Linked DNA regions of Sus scrofa: regions 1 and 2 are each linked to region 3. The links are chromatin contacts, called in public HiChIP or PLAC-seq maps. All regions are on one chromosome and are shown on one strand. Each heading gives the region's core, a stretch centred on a gene start, on an enhancer-like site or on the middle of the called end of the contact. The rest is flanking DNA. Distances are from core to core; before and after follow the strand shown. Region 1 has its middle 150 kb from the start of ADO. Region 2 has its middle 180 kb from the start of ADO. Region 3 overlaps LOC106506022 (a long non-coding RNA gene).

Region 1 (4,198 bases), core at 803-3,302, 180 kb before region 3:
AGGTGCGGCCATAAAGAAAGAAGAAGGAAAGAAAGAAAGAAGGAAGGAAAGAAAGGAAGGAAGGAAGGAAGGAAGGAAGGAAGGAAGGAAGGAAGGAAGAAAGAAAGAAAGAAAGAAAGAAAGAAAGAAAGAAAGAAAGAAAGAAAGAAAGAAAGAAAGAAAGAAAGAAAGAAAGAAAGAAAGAAAGAAAGAAAGAAAGACTGGAGAGCAGAGTAAGAAGAAATCCAGAGTATTTCTCCTCCTTTCTCCTCTGCCTCAGGCAATACCCCAGGCTACAGTCTATAACTGTAGTGCAGTTACCAGCTCTCACAGGACAAAGCTGCCAGCTTCTGCCAGGACAATGGTTCCAAGGCTCCCGCAATTCTACCTCCTTTGCCTTTTCTTCTCCAGCTTCTAGCTGGCTTTCAGCTATTGGCAATCTTGGGTTGCCTCACTGGCTGGCTCCTGTTGGCTTTTCTTCATACCCATCATCTGTCTGACCAATTCCCTGAAAAAAATTCCCTCTACTCCAGTCTGATTGGTTTCTATTTTCCCAGTTGGACTCCGACACATTGACTAACAGTGATCTTTAGAATGTTGTTCCTTCCCCTTTCTAGTCCTCAGTTTCCCTGTTTGTAAATGAGACTGGAGGAAGCACTTAGCAGGCTTTATTTTGGCTCCCTAGTATCTAGCAATGTAGGGGAACCTCTAAGGGTCAAAATGCCCTCCACATTTCAGGAAAGTACCTCATTTTGTTTCCTGAAGCAGTTTTCATTTTGAACTGCAGCTTCAAATCCTTTCTTTGGAAATTTACAGGGCAAAAATTCTAAAGAATATATTTTGAACTATGCCATTTTAAAAGCAATATATTCATTGCTTCTTTCCTATACATTTTGTAATTTGGCACTTCTTTATCATTTCTTGAAGTCCTGAAGGTTTAACTGGTTTCCCTCCAGTCTTTCTGTTTGTTTGTCTTTGTCTTTTTATAGGGCTGCATCTGCGGCATATGGAGGTTCCCAGGCTAGGGGTCAAATCAGAGCTGAACCTGCCGGCCTACACTAGAGGCACAGCAACGCCAGGTCCGCCGTGTCTGCAACCTACACCACAGCTCACAGCAATGCCGGATCCTTAACCCACTGCCCGGGATCGAACCCACAACCTCCTGTTCCTAGTTGGATTCATTAACCACTGAGCCACGACGGGAACTCCTCCCTCTAGTCTTAATACTCTGCCATTTGATGATGTGACTTGTGGTCGTATTCCCATTTTTTCTTTTGCTTTAAAAAATTTTTCTTAGAGTTTTAGACTTTGCCAATGTGAATCACTATCTTTCTGGGTTGAAAGATTCACATTACTTAGTTTCTCCTCAAGCCCTGACCTGTGCCCTGGATCATTTTAAATGCCTTTCTCTACATCCTTAGAAATCCTTCAATGTCTTCCATGGCTGCCATAGGTGAAGATATGCATGGCCATGTGCTTTAGGTGGAGAGTGCTTCTGTTGGTTTCCCATTTGCCTTCTCCAAACACTATGTTGCATGCAGCCCCTCACCTCCACATCGACCTGATTCCTCAGGCAAGGTCCCAATAGGCCTGGCATGGAGTAGTGCCTATGGTTCCTGCTGGGCCCTCTTGAGCAATCTTGGTGGTGAGACCCATGGACTTCCTCAGCTGCCTCCCAAGCTTCTGCAGAGGCAAAACTCAGGCAACCAATGAGCTAGAAGTATGGGTTGTGCATAGCCAGATCCCTGTCAGGAGTGATTCAGCAAGTGGTGACACACTGGCTTCTTAGAACTGGATTCTGAGAGGAAGGACAGGGATGGCCACACATGTGGCTTCACAGAAGTAGCCCAAGCATAGTGGAGTCAGACATGGTTCCACTGAACACTCACTGTGAAAACCTCTTTAATAATGATGGCCAACAATATTTATTAAGCTCTAATTATGTGATGTGTATACTGTGCAAAGTGTTCCTGCCTGCTTTATCTTATTTAATCCAAATGGTGCTTATGGCACAGATTTTACAGATGAGGAAACAGGCTAAGAACAATTAAGCAATTTGACCAAATCATATAACTAGAAAGTGATAGAGTCAGGAAATCCCCTAGATCTCTCTGCTTTCATATTCTCTGCCACAGAGCAAGTGAATTAAATTTTCCAAGCACAAGATACCTTGTTACCTTGTCTTTCACAGTAGGATATTAATACAACTATCTTGCAGTATTATTTCATATTTTCCCCTTCTCTGTCTTTCTCCCCTTTAATATATGTTGAGTTTCTATTTTATCTATACACCGATTTACATCTAGGTGACAATAGAGTTCACTAGCCAAATAAACAAAAGAAATTGTAATTTCAAATAATTCAGTAAGTATGCAAAATTTACTGGAAAGTATTTTGGAAGTCTCTCTTTAGGTAGTATGTGGGCCTTGACTCAAACGGGTCCTCAAAATGCATGTAAAGAATTCAAAACACTGTAAAACAACAGAGGTCCTTTCTCCACCACCCTGCACACACCCTGTTTTCGCACGTGGGGTATGAGAGCAGCTGGTGGAAGGGGCCCCAGTCTGAGCAAAGAGCAACTCACCAGGCACAAGTGGAGTCATCAGCTCTTGCCTGTGTCTTATTCTATCCAAAGCTCTGATGAAGAACTAGGTCGGAGCAGGTCCTGATGCAGTGGGCTGGCACCAGAAAGCAATTTGGAAGTGGCTTAAACCAGGGGGATGGTACAAAATGGCAGTCCCTTTCCATTTGAGAATTTAATATTCAAGATCTCAAGTGTTCAGGAGCATGCTGAGGAGTCTTAGGAGAGAGCAGGATGGGAGTTTGGACAGAGTGCATTTGCAGGGCCACCATTTGACTCATTCTCTCTTGAAGATAAGTGCATCTTGGCAGGAATGGATTATCATCCACTCCTGGTTGCCGATACAGAGGAACCCTTTAGATATGTAGACCCAAACCTGCTTATTACTAGGGGGTTGAGGAAGCCATCAAGGAGAGAAATAATTTGAAAGAGGAAAGCTGAAGCAGAAGTTGACAAGGGATGTTAATGGATCCTTGGGCACCTGGAGATGAGCCTGATAACGACTGGGGCTAGAGCAAGAGCCAATAAAATGTTTCTGAGCTCAACTCTCTATGCTTTGCTGCCTTACCTGATTATCTGGGTGATATTTCCACAGTTCTGCAGGAGAATAAGGGGACACTTAGTTGCCTGAAGAATAGATGTGTCCTAGTGGAGGTCATAGATTTGGACCACAGATTGTAAATCCTTTGAGAGCCCAAATCAGAGAAATGCATATTCAAAGTTTCTCTTCTTCCATCTGGAGGTGGAAGACTTCAAAGGGAAAAAGCAATCAATTCACAGTTTTGGAAGCACAATCAAATACGTACTAATGTATGATAATTTCACATTCATATAACAGTGGACAGCATCACCACTTATCTTCTTCGAGCATTTTGTCGACATTATCTGTATCTTTGCTTTACAGCTGGCAGCAGATGGAAACTGGAAGGAGAAGGCTTTTAAAAGCTGCTACCACCACCACCATCACAAAAACAATAAAAACTTAACGGACCTCTAGAAAGAGTAGAAGATAGAGGAAAGACTATGTTTTAGGCAGCCCTTAACTATATTTAGACTGTTTTCCACCAGTCTTTGAAGCTATCTTTTCCCAAGTGAGAATGCGGAGTCTTGGGGTGAAGGCTGGGGAAGAGAGACAAATAGGGAATCATAGAAGGTGGGGGGAGATGAAAAGAGGCATTATTTAGGGAAATATTCCTAGAACAGCAAACACACCCATATTCAATCTAACTTCCCTAAATGCCCCATTCTCTGAGGAGACTTTAGGGTCTCTGGGGTTACTACTGCCTTTTCAAAGGCCCATAGCCCTCTCTATAGTCCTCTATTCTTTTTTTAACTTTTTATATAATGATTATTTTTTTCCATTATAGCTGGTTTACAGTGTTCCGTCGATTTTCTGCTATACAGCATGGTGACCCAGTTACACATACATGTATACATTCTTTTTTCTCACATTACCATGCTCCATCATAGGTGACTAGACATAGTTCCCAGTGCTACACAGAAGAATCTCATTGCTTATCCATTCCAAAGGCAGTAGTCTTCATCTGTTAATCCCAGGCTCCAAATCCATCCCACTCCCAAGTCCTCTATTCTTTAATGAATTGAATTTCAACATCTGCCTTGGATTCTGAAATTCCC
Region 2 (4,180 bases), core at 1,261-3,760, 200 kb before region 3:
AAGTCAACAATATGCATGTTACTATTAGGACGAATCATATGGAAATTGTTCTGTAGTTTAAAAATGGCCATAGATAAGCAATTTTATGTGGGTCAACCTAATTGTGAACCAGAGTTCAAATCCAATGATCAATGCTCCAGATGTAGTATATTTCTAGTGGATATTCATTTTTCTGACTGAAGCCTGCCCTGATGTGCACAATCACAGACCATGATCCACGGATAACTCGAGGGTTCCTTCCTTCCAGTCCATTTGAGGGATTACACAGGCCCCTTCCTCTCTCAACCACCATCATCTACTTCAAATACTGATGGTATGTGGAATTAGCACCTCACCTAAACTAAGATATTTTGGAAATGTTCAATTGTATTACTTCCTTGCTTCTAAAGAGACCAAGGTATCATATTTTAGCTGCCAAATGTTTTCAGTTTGTTAAATAAGATATTTCCTTTGGGATCAGCCTAAGAATAGAGAACTCAAAATGCAATGTGACCTTTCATCTAAGCAGAAATCTATCCATTGCCTTTCACTGGTTCATTTAATAGAGAACTGAGCAACTATCATATGTCCAACACTGTTAGGTACACTGTGAGAATTCCTAAGCTGTTGAATTTACATATAGGTGAAAAGACAAGATACATATCTACATGGACTAATCACATGAGTTGAAACTTAAGAGAGTTCCTGTTGTGGCTTAGCAGGTTAAGAACCCAACTAGTATCCATGAGGATGTGGGTTCGATTCCTGGCCTTGCTCAGTGGATTAAAGGATTCAGTGTAAGCTGTGGTGTAGGTCTCAGATGCAGCTAGGATCTGGCATTGCTGTGGTTATGGCTATGGCCTGCAACTGCAGCTCCAATACGACCCCTAGCCTGGGAACTTCCTTATATTGCACATGTGCACCCACCACCAAAAAAAAAAAAAAAAAAAAAAAAAAGAAGAAGAAGAAGGAAAGAAAAGAAAAAAGAAACAAGAAGCAAAGTAATGCATTTTGGAAGGCATGGTGTAATAAAGGCACACATGCCGAGAAATTTGTGAAGATAAGTGTTTTAAACTTAGGAGACAGGGCATAGCTCTGTAGCTAGAAAAGTCTAGAGGTAGAATTTTAGCAGACTTGAAGAAAGGGTAGCATTTAGAGAGGAGGAGACCAGAGAAAAGACAGTCTGGTAGAAGCAACAAAAGCAAAAAAAGCATGGTACCAGGAGAGTTTAAGGGGATGATGATTATTTATTAAGTGGAAAGCCAGGTGTCAGCCACCATGGAGCAGTCAGTATAAATGATGGGTACCCTTACCACCTATTAGAGCAAAAATCCACAACTGCAGGGGAAAAAAAAAAGCAAAGCCTCTATTATTCTTTTCCTACTTCCTCTGCTTTTGTCTCCTGACTCTCCCTTGGAGCTGAGTCTGGGTGGTGAGTATTGTTGGTTTTGTGTGGTGTTTGTGTGTGTTTGTGTGTGTGTGTGTGTGTGTGTGTGTGTTTTGGCTGCCCCAATGGCATATAGAAGTTCCCTAGCCAGGGATCAAACCTGTGCCACAGCAGTGACCCAAGCCACTGCACTGAATATGCTGGACAGATCCTTAACCCACTGCACCACAGCCAGAGCTCCTGGGTGATTATTACTGAACAGAGTTGGGCACACCTAAATATTTCTGGTGATTTCAGGCTAAAAAGTAGGAGCCAAAACTAACTTTCCTGCTTTTATTATCTATTAAAAATACCTGATTTTAAGCATTAAATAAGTTGCATTCATAATCAGTAACTTTGGTGCATCAAACTGTCAAAATACATGCAAACTATTAAACAGTTTCAGAAAAGGCTATGAAGACTAAATTTGTCATCACTTCACTCTTCAACTCCAGAGGCTGTACCCATAGGTGACTTCATGGGGAACACCTTACGGCAGTTTTATTTTAAGAGATGTCATAGAGGAGAGGACAATGCTTACCCAAAAGAATTAATTTCTCATGGCGGAATTTCACACCCTGGGGGTACCTAGGTGGGAGAGTTGGTTTAGGACAGGGATGCTTTCAAATACCACTAGATTCCAAGTAACTACTTTTCTGCCCAGAAGAGAGATTAGCCTTCTTTTGCCTTCTCACACATAAAAGACTAGCACTAGAACCTCCATTTCTCCTCGGACAAGTCATGGGGGCTACTGGAGATAGAATTTCAAGATCCAGATTCCTCCAAGAGAAAAAATAGTGTTAGCAGGTGAGCAAATTATAGTCACAGCCTAAGCACTGCTTCCCAATGGCTGGTATCTGTGAGGAGATGCTGCAATGACCTGGAGAGTCAAGGTGGCCCATTCAGAACTTCAGTGAGTTGTGCCCCAGCCTCCCTCACGCCAATGCAAGTTCACCTGGGCATGGAGCATGGCTGTTTGTACAGGCCAGTAGTGGCTGGGCTGCCATCATAATATTCATCTTCATCACAGGATACTGAGTGGGACATTTCCTGTTGCCTCAGAATTGTCCCAAACAGCAGGCATTCAGTATCCTTCCTTCTAGAGATTGTGGACAAAAGCAGAAGTTAAGAGAGTCCCCCACCAACTTACTAAACGTCTGTAGAACCAGCCCTATCGTCATCAGTGATGGTCATTCCCCCACCTCGTCCTACCCTGCAGTCCATTCCTTGTAGGCAGAGGCCTTGCAGGAGAGAGGGAATCAACAAGGGCTTCCATCAGCCCTGGGGGGATCCAAGGGCTTGCTACACAGCCTTGCAGGGACAGTGTCTATATGAGAGGCTGTTCCTATGACTCCAAGGGATTCACCTAAGATGTCATTAACGGTCAGTAAAAGGAAGTAAGGGGAGCACAGTTTATTGCAGTGATTGGGAAAATACTATTGTTCCATGTTAATATGTCATAAGATTCAGATAGTTCAATAAATTGGTTACAATCATAAATCCATCGCTGCACATTTTATTACATACATATCACATATCACCTGAATAACATGCGTGGAAGAACTCAGATGCAAATTCTTCTCAGGGCAGTATGCAGTGACCTCTTAAACAACAGTCACTTAGGGCCTTCTTCATCTCTTCCCCTTAACAAGTCTATCTTGGGTTCCTTCATTTATACTAAAGCATAAAGACTTTTAAAGTGAATATTAACTCTTTGAGTAATCATAGGAGGATTACAAGAGTCTTCTCGTTGTCTCTGAATCCCTAATTATAGGCTTTCACTAACATCCTGATGGTCAGTTCCAGCCTTGAGGGCAGTCAGCAAGTCTAAGTAATGCCTGTCAGAGCCACTGGGTGGCACCAGTGGGCCTGTGATGTGGGCAAGAGAAAGGAGGAAAGAAAGGAAAAGAAGAAAGGAGAGAGTCAAGATGGAAGGGTGGGGGTAGAGGGGGGAACCAGAGGCAGGGAGAGATGAAAGAGAGAAGAGAGGAAGACAGGGAGAAAAGAAAGACTAGGCCACAGGCAGCAACTGCCTCGTGTGGCCTCTGCAGATGTACCTGACACAAAACAATCAGCCCAGCATGTTTTGTTGTTCATCTGCATGTTCCCAGAACCTAGCTGTTGCTCTGGGTCTTTTGATTGGTGGAATGGATGCTGCTGCCCACCCCCTTCCCCCAAGAAAGAGGTCTTCCAGTGAGGAGGTTGAAGCAGTTTATGTCTGGACGTTCCACTTTATTGTTCCAGGATACTTCAGTTGAAAATTCAAGGAGTGCTGCCTCAGTGGGGTCCTCAGTCCATGGTCAATCTTTGCCTTGTAAAGAGACAAAGCAGGGATATCGGCACACATGGAGGTAAGATTACCCAGGGGGTGACCAATTTATTCCTCAAAGGCTGGATGGTAAATATTTTAGTCCTTGCAAGCTATGCAGTCTCTGTCACAGCTATTCAACTCTGCCATTGTCTCATAAAAGCAGCCACTAACAAAACACAATGGATGTGGCTGTGTGCCAATAAAACTTTATCATAAAAACAAGCAGCAGGTCAGATTTGGCCCCTGTTTTGCCTGCCCTTTGGTGCTTTGGTTCTAAAATAATCTTTCTGATTTCTCCAACCTTGTTCTTAACATCCAATTTGATCCAATGACACTCTTTTGGTACAAGAATATTCATTGGTTTCTCTCTGAATCTGTATTTGGCTGTATGATTTTAGACTATAAACAACTTGGGGAAACTTAAGACCCTACCTAGATGGTTTTGACTTGCCATAAGTATTCCA
Region 3 (4,456 bases), core at 1,170-3,669:
TAATAATTAACTAGAATGCATGTTTCTGCTCAAGGATTGTTGTACCTGAGAGAATATTGTGGTTACAATGCAATCACCACTGGGTAGCAGAACAATTTCAATCAATGGGCTTGTAAGCACACAATCAGAGTCCCCCCACCCCACCTAGACACCTGGCAACTCCCAGCCTTTTAGAATTAGATTCCTTTTAAAAATATGATTATTTAGTCAACAGCCCATGGAAATGTCAAAAAGAGGAAAATGAGAACAATTTAGATCCTTTCTTCTCTCTGTTTGGATTTTATGAAACAAGAGACACCAAAGACATGACCAGAGTAACCGTTTTAGCCCCTTCTTCTGTTACTCAGAAATCCTAGGGACAAAAGACACTTTAACAGGAGACCATTTTTTCCCTTGATTTTCCTGTATTTCAGGCTTGTCATAAAAACTCTCTCATATAATGGCAACTTGGGAAAATGGTATCTGGAATCCCAATATAAGATATTTTAGGTTAAAACTGTGTAGTTGCAATTGAGCCAGAGTGGGCTTGACTCCCTCTGCTCTATGCAAGTTCCTTGGGGTCTGGAAGCCACTGCTGTGATGTTGGAGCCAGCCCACAACTGCCCTAGCTGGCACTGAGGCTGGGGCTGGGGCTGGCTTAGGTGAACTAGAGAGCAAGTGAATGTGTAAGGATGAGCCTGACTTGCTTTCAAAGATCAGGACAAGCACATGGTATTGAGTTAATCCATTTAGTGAATATTTATTGAGTACCTAGTATATACTAAGTACTATGCTGTATGCTTGGAATGTATATCAGTGAACAACACTCTTTGTATTTATAGCTTACAGCCACAAAATTTTTGTGAATTCCAAGAACTAAAAAAAAAAAAAAAAAAAAAAGGAAATCTCTTTAGCCAGAATCATGTTTAAGCCACGAACACTCAGGTACAAATCTCTCCTAAGTTCATTAGAGAAAAAATACCAAATTTGCTTTAGGAACACATTCTGGTGTTTAATATCTAGCAAGACATTCTTCAGAGATAGAAAACCCCTCGTTTTATTTTTTTGTCTTTTTAGGGCTGCACCTGCAGTATATAAAGTCCCCAGAGATCAAAAGGGAGCTGCAGCTGCTGGCCTACACCATAGCCATAGCAACACCAGGTCCAAGCTGTGACTTCACCCTACACCATAGCTCATGGCAATGCCAGATCCTTAACCCACTGAGTGGGGCTAGGGATAGAACCGGCATCCTCACGGATACTAGTCAGGTTCTTAACCCACTTAGCCACAATGGGAACTCCGAAAATACTCTTTTTATTCATTATTATTATTATTATTATTATTATTTTGTCTTTTTTAGGGCCGTACCTACAGCATATGGAGGTTTCCAGGCAAGGGGTCAAATTGGAGCTGTAGCCGCTGGCCTATACCACAACCACAGCAATGCCAGCTCCAAGCTGCATCTGTAACCTATACCACAGCTCACAGCAACACCGGATCCTTAACCCACTGAGCAAGGCCAGGGCTCAAACCTGCATCCTCATGGATGCAAGTCAGATTTGTTTCTGCTGTGCCACGACGGGAACTCCAACACTCTCTTTTATTATGCATTTTATTTTGTTGTCTCCTCAGGAGACATGAAAAAAGTTAATCATGATAGTGTGAGCAAGAACCAGGTGCAAGCTGGAATATAGCCCTCAATCTTTTCTGTCTCACATGGAAAAAAAAATCTGTTTCTGTAGCCTTTCCTTAAAATGTTTATCTTTTGATCCTGTCACCATCCACCTCAACTCCTTGATAAACTTCCAAATTTCTCACATTTCCCAGTGCCTGTAAAGCCTCAGAAGACATTTTATGGGCATTCACCCTTTCCAATCCCTTTCATGCACATTACTTCCTTTGGGCATAGAAATATAAGCCTGTGACAATGACAAGGTCATGTTGACCTTTCCTACTGCCCACAGAAGCCCTGTGAGACCCAGCAGGGCCAAGTGACTGACCTGAGTTCACCCAGGGAGTAAGGAGGCAGAGTTGGCTTTCCTCACCGAGTCTCCTGGTGCTGATGTTGAGAGCTCTAATGCAAAGACTGAACGACTGGTTGGGAAGGCCCAAGCATGTGAATGCTTGTGAAATCCCTGAGACACTCTGATGGCTGGTGGCCAATTAACATTTAGGTCATGTGCCTGTTTCCTGGTGTGTGCTAACCCTATTCTGTACCTCCATGTCATTGTCTCCCTAATGGGTAAAGACTGGGAGCTAAGCAATGACAACAGCCTGATCCTAGTCTTCTAGGTAATGGAGGGCAATTTGGGGCCACCAGCCTTGGGTCCAGCCCCTGTAGTCCTCATTTGTCCCATTTCTGTGAGGTTGGCAACTGACTCGCTGATTACCACCCTCTGGCTTATCAGCCTGTGGTGCAATCGGAAGAGATTCTCATCTGTGTGCGGTGGCTTCAGTGTGGTTGGGTATATCCTACTGGGGTGACCAGCCTGACCAGGGGAGGAGACAGATTCACCAACTTTATCAACAGAAGCCCTTGATGGTTTCATTCCCCCGACCCCCACCCCAAACTTAGCTAACCTGTGTCATAGTCTGCTCAAAGATGATCACAATAGTATTTTTAGTTAACATCTTTTGTGTTTGTGGCTAATATTTGGGCCATTTTAACTTGTTTTTCCAATGGGTAACCCTGCCCTCCTCTTTCAGTCTTGCCCAGGTGGTTGTAAGAGGGTCATAAAAACAACTGAAAGAGGAGTTCCCATTGTGGCTCAGCGGAAATGAATCTGACTAGCATCCATGAGGAAGTAGGTTTGATCCCCAACCTTGCTCAATGGGTTAAGGTTCCGGCACTGCCATGAGCTGTGGTGTAGGTCACAGACATGGCTCAGATCTGGCATTGCGGTCACTGTGGCGTAGGCCAACAGCTGCAGCTCTGATTTGACCCCTAGCCTGGGAACAATCCATATGCCGCTAGTTTGGCCCTAAAAAGACAAGACAAACAAAAACCAGAAAGAGCTGACTTGCAGACCCAGGAACTGGCCAGTGACTGTGCTTGTTCATCTTTGGATCTGGCTAATCAGAATCCTAGTCCTAGAATCTATAGCAAAACAATAACAACAACAAAGATAATGTCCTTTTACAAAGCGAAGTTTGATGATGAGCTGACTCTCTATTACAATTTTTAAAAAATTCATACTCCATACCACCCCCTTTAAGTCCTTACATGACCTGGCCTTGTTCTACCTTTATAATCACATCTTCCTCTTTCCCAAACACTCACCATGCTCACCTTGCTTCAACATCTCAGGCTCCTTCCCATCTCAGTCCATGCGCTCACTCCTCCCTTTGTCCAGAATGGTTCTTGCCCCCACCCTTTGATCATCCCAGGTCTAGTCCTTTAGCTGTAGACCAAGTGTTTGTGCCTCCCCCCGACCACCACCCACTCAAGTTCATGTGTTTGAAACCCAACTCTCAATGCGATCATATTAGGAGGTGTGGCCTTTGGGCAGGGCTTAGGTCATGAGGTCAAACCCTCACAAATGGAATTCGTTCTGTTATAAGAGAAACCCTAGAGAGCTCCCTTCCCCTTCTACCATGTGAGGACACAGTGAAAAGACAGCCATCTGTGAACTAGACCAGAAGTGGTCTAGGTGGGCTCTCAAGAGACACTCATCTGTTGAGATCAGAGGGCTCTCACTAGATCCCGATCTATTGGCACCTTGATGGGGGGCTTCCTAGCCTCTAGTAGTACTGTGAGGAAAAAAAATGTCTATTGTTTATCAACTACCATGGCATTCTGTTAAGGCTGCCCCAAAGGACATCTTACTCCCACCTCTGCACAAGCCTTCCCTTCCTGGCCTTGCCCGCTCTTCCCCAATCACCTTGTCCATGACCGTGCACTGTTCTTGGTTCTGAGCATACACAAGGGAAAGGATCACAGCTGTCTTGACCCTCACTGTATGTCCAGAACCAAGAACAGTGCTAGCACAGAGGAATGTGAAGCAAGTGCTTGCTGAATGAAAGGAAGGGATGAGCAATAATCAGCAAGTTTGGGGATTCACTGCCTTAGTATGATCCCTTTCCCTCCCAGCATGCCAGTTGCCTCATTTGTCAACAGAAGGTATTAGCCTATGTGACATTTAAGGGTCCATGTGGCTTTGTCATCTATTACTAACTGACCCTGAGGACCCATGTGGAGCCCACGGGCAGTAGCCTCAACATTACCCCAAAATGGACTGTGCCTTTCTGGGTAGGCAGAATCTCGAGTTATGATAAAGCAAATCAGGTTAGACCCATAGAAGAGAACGCCCTCTTTCTTTCTTTCTTTGTTTCTTTGTTTCTTTCTTTCTTTCTTTCTTTTTTTTTTTTTTTTTTGTCTTTTCTAGGGCCGCATCTGTGGCATATGGAGGTTCCCAGGCTAGGGGTCTAATCGGAGCTGTAGCTGCTGGCCTACACCACAGCCACAGCAACACCAGAT

What was found. HiChIP or PLAC-seq counts read pairs in DNA pulled down with a chosen protein or histone mark.
Region 1: an H3K27ac HiChIP or PLAC-seq map of alveolar macrophages shows a contact between it and region 3. The contact joins two enhancer-like sites. A contact is called at or near these places in 2 of 5 promoter capture datasets (fetal liver and liver), 13 of 47 Hi-C or Micro-C datasets (adipocytes, blood, embryonic fibroblasts and 7 more) and 1 of 2 datasets of contacts at active chromatin or transcription factors (alveolar macrophages).
Region 2: a contact with region 3 is called in an H3K27ac HiChIP or PLAC-seq map of alveolar macrophages. The contact joins two enhancer-like sites. A contact is called at or near these places in 1 of 5 promoter capture datasets (liver), 16 of 47 Hi-C or Micro-C datasets (adipocytes, alveolar macrophages, blood and 9 more) and 1 of 2 datasets of contacts at active chromatin or transcription factors (alveolar macrophages).

What each region holds. Positions count from the first base shown.
Region 1 is chr14:66,123,344-66,127,541 of Sscrofa11.1, forward strand. No RefSeq gene overlaps it. Among named protein-coding and RNA genes, the nearest start is that of ADO, 150 kb to the right of the region's middle. Within about 2 kb of position 2,053, at least 5 of the 83 cell types and tissues checked have an H3K27ac peak or open chromatin away from gene starts, as enhancers often do. A contact at or near this core is called in alveolar macrophages, where this site is marked.
Region 2 is chr14:66,096,776-66,100,955 of Sscrofa11.1, forward strand. No RefSeq gene overlaps it. Among named protein-coding and RNA genes, the nearest start is that of ADO, 180 kb to the right of the region's middle. Within about 2 kb of position 2,511, at least 1 of the 83 cell types and tissues checked has an H3K27ac peak or open chromatin away from gene starts, as enhancers often do. A contact at or near this core is called in alveolar macrophages, where this site is marked.
Region 3 is chr14:66,298,377-66,302,832 of Sscrofa11.1, forward strand. The region is part of intron 5 of LOC106506022 (a long non-coding RNA gene); the gene reads left to right. Among named protein-coding and RNA genes, the nearest start is that of EGR2, 12 kb to the left of the region's middle. Within about 2 kb of position 2,420, at least 1 of the 83 cell types and tissues checked has an H3K27ac peak or open chromatin away from gene starts, as enhancers often do. A contact at or near this core is called in alveolar macrophages, where this site is marked.